Regions from separate parts of the Sus scrofa genome. Here region 2 is linked to region 1. The links are chromatin contacts, called in public HiChIP or PLAC-seq maps. All regions are on one chromosome and are shown on one strand. The core of a region is the stretch at or near the end of the contact, and the rest is flanking DNA. Distances in the headings are between cores, read along the strand shown.

Region 1 (3,455 bases), core at 100-2,599:
AAGGGCCTATGGGAAGGTTACCAGGACTTATTATGGCCTGGTGCCCCCTCCCTTTCTGACCCTGAGGGGTCTTTCTGCACGTGGGTAGTTGGAATCTCCCTGACCCCAAGGATGGGAAGTATGTGACCTCTTGATCTTTTCCCCAAGGAGGGCTTAGCCCCTCTCTGCCCCTGCCATTACCACTGTTTAAAGTGTCTACAGAAAGCAAAGTGAGTTATTTACCTTGTTCCTGTTGTTATTTCTATCTCCAAGTATAAACAAGTGGCTGGCTGTAAATGTCTATGCTAGAACCTACCTATCTCCTGGCTCATCCTCACCTGGCTATAACTATTTGCTTACAGATCTGTCTCTACCACCCGAGCTGGTGTTATCCGGCCTAGCTCTCTCCTCATTGTCCAGCCCCTGGAGCTTGCTACTATGCCTGGCCTATAACAGGTACTTAAAGTTTTACTGAATTAATGCATAGGCTCCCTGGATTTTACACCTTCGCGTCGCCCCCGCACTGTCTGGCACCACATATTGTAGACACTTAGTCAATGGGAGTGGGAGCCTGGTTTTCCCACCAGCAGCCTAACTTAATAAAACAAAGCAAAACAAAACCTGTCCCCTTTTGCTCCCATCTCCACATCACGATAATCCCCGAGAATTTGGATTCCTTTCCAAGCGCTCCCATAAGTGGAATCTAGCAGGACCCGGGGAGAATGACTCCTCTCTGCTGGCCAAGTCAAGGGGGTGGGGAGCAGCCTTCCCGGCGCAAGAAAGCCGCATCCCATCCCGCGCCTTCTCCCAGTTCTTGCCTATTAAGGTAAGAGTTCTCGGAGGAGCACGGGAGGGGCCAAGGGAGGGTCCCCTAGAAGCGGCTTCCGAGGCCTGTGCGCTCACAAGGCGTTTCGGAACCACAGCCCGGGACCCAGTGCCCCGGCCCGGGTACCCCGCGCCAGGTACTGTCAGCTTCAGGACGGCCTTGGCATGGGGTGCTTCCTACTTATCTCTTCTACCTGAGGCCACTCTCCTAGGTTTCCATAGCCACCAGGGCCGTGTCCTTATTCACAACCCTCACCGCAGGCCTCAAATGAGTCTCTGCACAGAGCTCTGATTAAATGGGTCTTGAGTCCCGGCGGACGCTCCTTTCTCGCAGATGCTCGCATAACCACTGCAAGCCTGGCGCCTCAGGGCCCGGGGAGGGAAGGAGGCTGCTTCCAAGGGCAGAAGGGGGTAACTTCTCCTTCAGGCGGCTCGACCTGCACCCACCATCAGCCTTTCGGTCCGCGTCCTCGCTGGCCCTCTCACACTGGGCGCCGGCTCCCGCCCCGCCCCCGCAGGCCCCGCCCCCGCCCCTCGAGCTCCGCCCCCTCCCCGCCGGCTCCCGCCGCTCCCGGCGCTCGGAGCCGGGGCCTGGGAACTCGAGATCCCGCCGCCCGGGCCGCAGCATGGGGCGCTTCCGAGGGGGCCTGCGATGCATCAAGTACCTGCTGCTCGGCTTCAACCTGCTCTTCTGGGTGAGACCCGAAGCCGAGAGGGCCGGAGAGGGGAGGGGCCTGGGCGGGGGCGCAGGGGCCAGAGTCCCCCGGAGGCTGACCGCTGCGGTGTTGAAGCTGGGCTCCAGAAGGCAGGGTGTTCAAAAAGGCGGAGGTGGTGAGAAAAAAGCAGACAAAAGGTTGGGGGGAGGGAAAGAGGGGGATAAAACGGACAGAGAGAGATTGAGCAACGGAAAGGGGAGAGGAGACCCTGTGCGGCTCTTCCCTCTGAGCAACCTCTCTGCCTTGGTTTTCATCTAGTGCCTCATGACTCCCGGTGCGGGGACAACAGCTTCTCCTCACCTCTGGACCCCGTGCACACACCCCCTTCTCGCCCTGCCTTCCTGCTGGAGCCGGAGGTGGGGGGTGGGGGGGGTGGGGGGGCATGGCCAGAGCACCCGGACCCCATCCGGAGTGTGCGCAGACAGCACCTGTTTGTGATGGGGCTTGTATAGGAAATCGGAGTAGGAATGGAAGTGGTATGGGGGGGGGGGTCGTCTTTTTTCTGGGTATTGGGGGAGGGTACCGCTGGATGGAAGAAGCTGGTTGTGCTCTTCTTCGAGGGAATGGGCGGAAGGGAGGAGCTTCCAAGGAGCAGCTGCACCTCCCCACAACCCCCAGCCCACAGCCTCTGCTAAATACTAATGCTCCCAGAGATGATCTCATTCAACTTTGCATTGAATGAACAACATTCCCGGGATTACAGGTTCACAGACAGGGCCACGACCCTTATATTCTATATTATTGGGACAAAATTAGGGCTAGACATCTCTCCATTCCAGGATACTCTGTCTCAGGCCCTGAAGGGCTGGAGACAAGGTGTGAAAATTGTCTTGTCTGCACATTACCTCTTGGGCTTCCTCAAGAGAATCAGCCACTGTAACTGCTCAGACAGACCCTGAAGGAAAATACATATCTTCCTTTGGGAGATGAGGTTTTTAGAGCTAGGAGGGAGTAGCAGGGGGCTGGGTGCTCTGAAACAACTGGGATAGAGGAGGTTGGTGGTTGCCCTATCGGCTCTGGGGAGTTTGTCTTCCTGTGACTCCAACTAATTAATTATTGAAGGATGGTCTCTGCTTGTGACTGCCAACCCATTAGCTAAGATGCCTGGGTGACTCCAGCTATTCCAAACTCTGAGAGGTCGAGTTGCCATCCTCAGCATCCTTCAGCAGGGGAAGGCATAAAGGAGGTACCCCGTAGACAGCCCTGAATTTTAAAAATACATATGGCTTTTGTACACTTTGTACATGGTGTTTACATCCAGCGTAATATGGGGAGGGGAATTTCTGAAGGTCCTTTATATTGTTTTTTTAATAGTCTGGCTTAATTTCAAAAGCTGTTAATTATAGATGTCATGCTTCAGTGACACTCTTCACTCTCACTGCTTACAAATACAAAAGAAGTTTTATCTAAGTCTTAAAAGGAATCCTTAGGCTGGGTTCAGTGCTTATTTAGTGCCTGATGTTATGCCAGACTTTCCAGAGATAATAGGCAGCATTTATTAAGCATTTTCAACGTGTCAGGGATAGTGCTTAGCACGTGGCATTCATTATCAACTTCATCCTCACAACAATCCTGATGTGCATTCTATTATTATCCCCATTTTTTACAAACAAGGAAACAGAAGCTCAAATAGGTCCACTTGCCCAAGGTCACACAGCTAATGAGTGGCAGAGGTGGGATTCAAACTCAGCCTTCATGCTCCTAAGCACTGTGGCCCATTTAGTAACCACTGATTCTGAAAGTGTGAGTCCTGGGCCAGCAGCATCAGCACCTCCCCAGGAACTTGTCAGAGATGCACATTCTCAGCCCCATCACAGGCCTGCTGAATCAGAAATTCTGGAGGAGGGAACTAGCCATCTATTTAAACAAACCCAGGAAATGCTGATGCATGCTCAATTTTGAGAACCATTCTGTTAAACAATCATTAAATAAGAA
Region 2 (3,629 bases), core at 656-3,155, 300 kb after region 1:
TATTCTTATTCATATGAATTGTTTTTATAGAATGTAGTGATACTATTATTTTTTACATTTTCCTTTGCTGTGATATTTGAGAATGTGTGCTCTTAGACCTAATTCTACTTTTAGCTCAGCTTCACATGACTTTGTTTCTAGTGCAAGAGCCCAGGACAGTTTCTCTGTAACACTAGGTTAGAATATCCAAACTAGATCTATTGCTGCAGAGAGATCAGAAGGAAAAAAAAAGAAGAGCTAGCTTGATATATTTATATTCTGTACTTCCCAACTGAACATTCCACTTTCTAAAAACAACTTACACTGTTGTCCAGTCCTATTCATTCAACAAGCTTTTGAGAGCTGTCTATGCCAGGTGTTGTCAGGAACCAGTGATGCAACGATGAATGTCACAAGTCCTGTTCTAAAGTATCACTAGCTAGTATAAATAATTATAGTAGAATGAGCTGTGAAAGCACTGAAAGTGAAGCAAATATGTGTTCCTGGGAAAGCGTGGGAAGGCAATAAAGAGGCTGCTCTTTAATGAGATTAGACCAATAACAACAGAGGCAAAGAGAAAAATCTTTGAACATCAGAAGTAGGATATTGCTTCCTCTTATAATTCAAGATGATTTGCTCAGAATTGGAGGTTATACGCTGTCCTTCCCTGCACTTATTTCAATGCGTATGTTTAGATTTTGTTTTATTATTGAATGGTGCTAGACTACAAATTCTTTGAGGACAGAACCATATCCGTTTGTTGTTACTACTGTATGCATTCCAGCGATGTCACTTAGGAGATGCCAGACAAATATATGTTCAAAGAGAAAATAAAATGGGTGGGAGAGTTCTCAGAAGAGTAACTGGTCATTTTTGATCCAACACTGTCAAGTAAGAGAGCCACAGAATACGTGAAAAGCATTCCTCTCACCAGAGGGAACTGCTCTAAAGCTTGTCAAGGGATAATTCATTGAACTTTTCTGTGGACAGAATTAACCATTTTCTTCCTTTCCTCTTTCTCCCTTGGATGAATCATCCATTTGCCCTGATTTCAACCTTTTGGTTACTGATTCAGTCTCTTTGATTACCTGACACACTAATAACATCTTCTGGTAACTTGAAAGGTCAGTTGAAGGAGTTTTGGGGTTTTTTTTGTTTGTTTGTTTGTTTTTTGTCTTTTTTGTCTTTTTGCCATTTCTTGGGCCGCTCCCGCGGCATATGGAGGTTCCCAGGCTAGGGGTCCAATCGGAGCTGTAGCTGCCAGCCTATACCAGAGCCACAGCAACGCGGGATCCGAGCTGCGTCTGCAACCTACACCGCAGCTCACGGCAACACCAGATCGTTAACCCACTGAGCAAGGGCAGGGATCGAACCCACAACCTCATGGTTCCTAGTCGGATTCGTTAACCACTGCACCACGACGGGATCTCCGAAGGAGTTTTTTAATGATTATGCTACCCTGCTCCCTCTTGTCCGTCTGTTGCACACAATACAGTTTGTGGGAGACAAATTTTTCACTTAAGGCATCCAAATCACTTTGCTAAAAACCAACTCTATACTAATGAAAACTCCAGTCTAAAGCAGCAGATGAGAGAAAGCTTACACTGTACATAAAAAGAAACTGGAGTTTAGGAGCTTCGGGATTATCTCTCGGAAAAGAGAAATCTTTTATATGACATTCCTGATATGCCCTCCAAGCTATTCGCCCTCGCGGCTGTTTTACCCAGGTCTCTCTGCCTGAAGCATACTCAGGTGTGCAAATCTAAGAGAGGCCAAAAGTCACCCGCCGCCCCGCCCCTTGCGTCCCAGCGGAGTCAGCAAACACTGAGGTTGTTTCCCGCAGCTCACGGGGTAGAGAATCTTAGGGAACGTAGACACCATCTTGGTTGTGGTTAAATGCAGGGTACAAGCTGGCGTCACTCTTCCTTCGTGCGCAGGCGTGTTAGGGATACGCTCCACCCCCCCTTCCTGTGCACGCGCTCGGAGCCCGCAACTCTCGCGAGAGAAGCGAGATTTATTCCTACGTACCGGGCCGTGCTGCTTATGGCGGCGCTGGAGAGGGGGCGCTGAGCTGTTGGGGTAAGTACGACCTCAGGGTCTAATTGGGGGCAGCAAGGACCCGGGCTAAAGGCAGATGTGAAGACCGAGACGAACGGGAGAGACTTCAGAGTTAGATTGGGCACTCCTAGAGCTCCGGGTAGGAAAGAACTCAGCCTGAGTCCCTACCTCAGGCTTTTCCATTCCCTCCTAGTTCGGCTGTCTAGGCCTCACGTTAAGTTGCAGAGTCGAAGAGAAGAATCGAGGCCCGACGGCCGCGTGTGGTAGCAGTGGTGGTGACTAAAGTGGGGGGAGGGAGCGAAAATGGAGGCTCCGACCGCAGCCAAGATGGAGGCAGGGGTGCGGGGCTCGGGCGCGGAGGCTGCTGGGAGTTGTAGTCTGGCTTAGTCCTTCTCTGTGGTTTGATAGGGGAACGGGAACTACAAGTCCCGGCGGGCGGGGTGAGGGGGTGGTGGCGCGGTCCTTTGTGTGATGCTGGAAGAGCCGGAGGCTGAGGAGAGGGGCCTGCTCTGACTCTGGACCCCATAGTTTCTTGCCACCTTCTGGCTTGGGCATCTGACTACGAGTACCAGAGCGCATTGCGGTAGTGGCGCCTCCTTTGTGTACGGACTGAGACCTCACTCCACCTAAGTGCTTAGAGACACCCCCTTTCCTCGGCCACATCTGGCACTGTAGCGCGGCCAAATTGTCGTCCTTCTTTCCATTCACCTAGAGCTGTCTGTCTTGGGTCTCAACACCCACCTAAGCCTCCCTTAGGTTCTTAAGAAAAGGAACCAACCCCTTAGGCACATGGCTCTCACCCCCTGTCCTTGGGGTTGGGGCGAACTCTGTGAGAGGTCAATGGAGTTCTTACCACCTTCTCTTGTTCTTATGGTGCAGGAGCCTGGCCCACATTGTGCAAAGATCGGCTTGGCTTCATCATTCTAAGTAGAGTTAGTTTTTTCTAGAGCCCTGGTCAGAGACACTTTGGAGGTTTTTAACCCCCGATGTTTCATCAGTCCGAAATCTTAGTGCCACGGGTGTTTTTGCTTTAAGGTTTTCCTTTAGAAACATTCAGATGGCTCCTCTCTTGCTTGACTCTCAAGTGAGGCAGGGTATGCTCTCTAAAACAGATCTCAGACTGCAAATAAAAAATCTGAACATTGTGCGATTGATTTCCTTGTTTTGCACCTAAAAGAGCAGAATAATGTGGTCCTCTTTTTAAACAGTTGAGGGACAGCGTGGAGAGGGATGGAGAACGCCCAAAGGCACTGTGATAGTTAAATATTTAAATCTGAAGGACTTAGCTTTTTACCAGAATGGTTCGAACTGGCAGCTAGCTCTTGGCCAGAGCTTCAAATCAATAAAATGTAAGTACCAAATTATAGCCACTAATATAAGTTATTCCATATCAAAACGCTGAGTAATTTTCATTTTTAGTTTGAAGCATTTTCAATACTATATTGAGGGGAAATAAAATAATTTGGTGTCCTTTTAGTACTAATCAATATTGTGTATTTATTGTTGGTGTAGGTAAAGGGGTGGAGTCATAAAATCTTGATAAATTTTCAGCCATGTTTCTTCTTTTTTCCTTTTAGCCATAGGCCCGAAAT

Evidence for each region. HiChIP or PLAC-seq counts read pairs in DNA pulled down with a chosen protein or histone mark.
Region 2: an H3K27ac HiChIP or PLAC-seq map of alveolar macrophages shows a contact between it and region 1. The contact joins the promoter of CSDE1 here to the promoter of TSPAN2 in region 1. A contact is called at or near these places in 1 of 47 Hi-C or Micro-C datasets (heart right ventricle) and 1 of 2 datasets of contacts at active chromatin or transcription factors (alveolar macrophages).

The regions. Positions count from the first base shown.
Region 1 is chr4:105,501,750-105,505,204 of Sscrofa11.1, forward strand. It overlaps TSPAN2 (tetraspanin-2), which reads left to right and starts at 1,350. Exons shown (of 7, transcript XM_021089999.1): 1 at 1,350-1,499. The coding sequence starts at 1,431.
Region 2 is chr4:105,802,607-105,806,235 of Sscrofa11.1, forward strand. CSDE1 (cold shock domain-containing protein E1) reads left to right here and starts at 1,906. Exons shown (of 19, transcript XM_005655417.3): 1 at 1,906-2,058.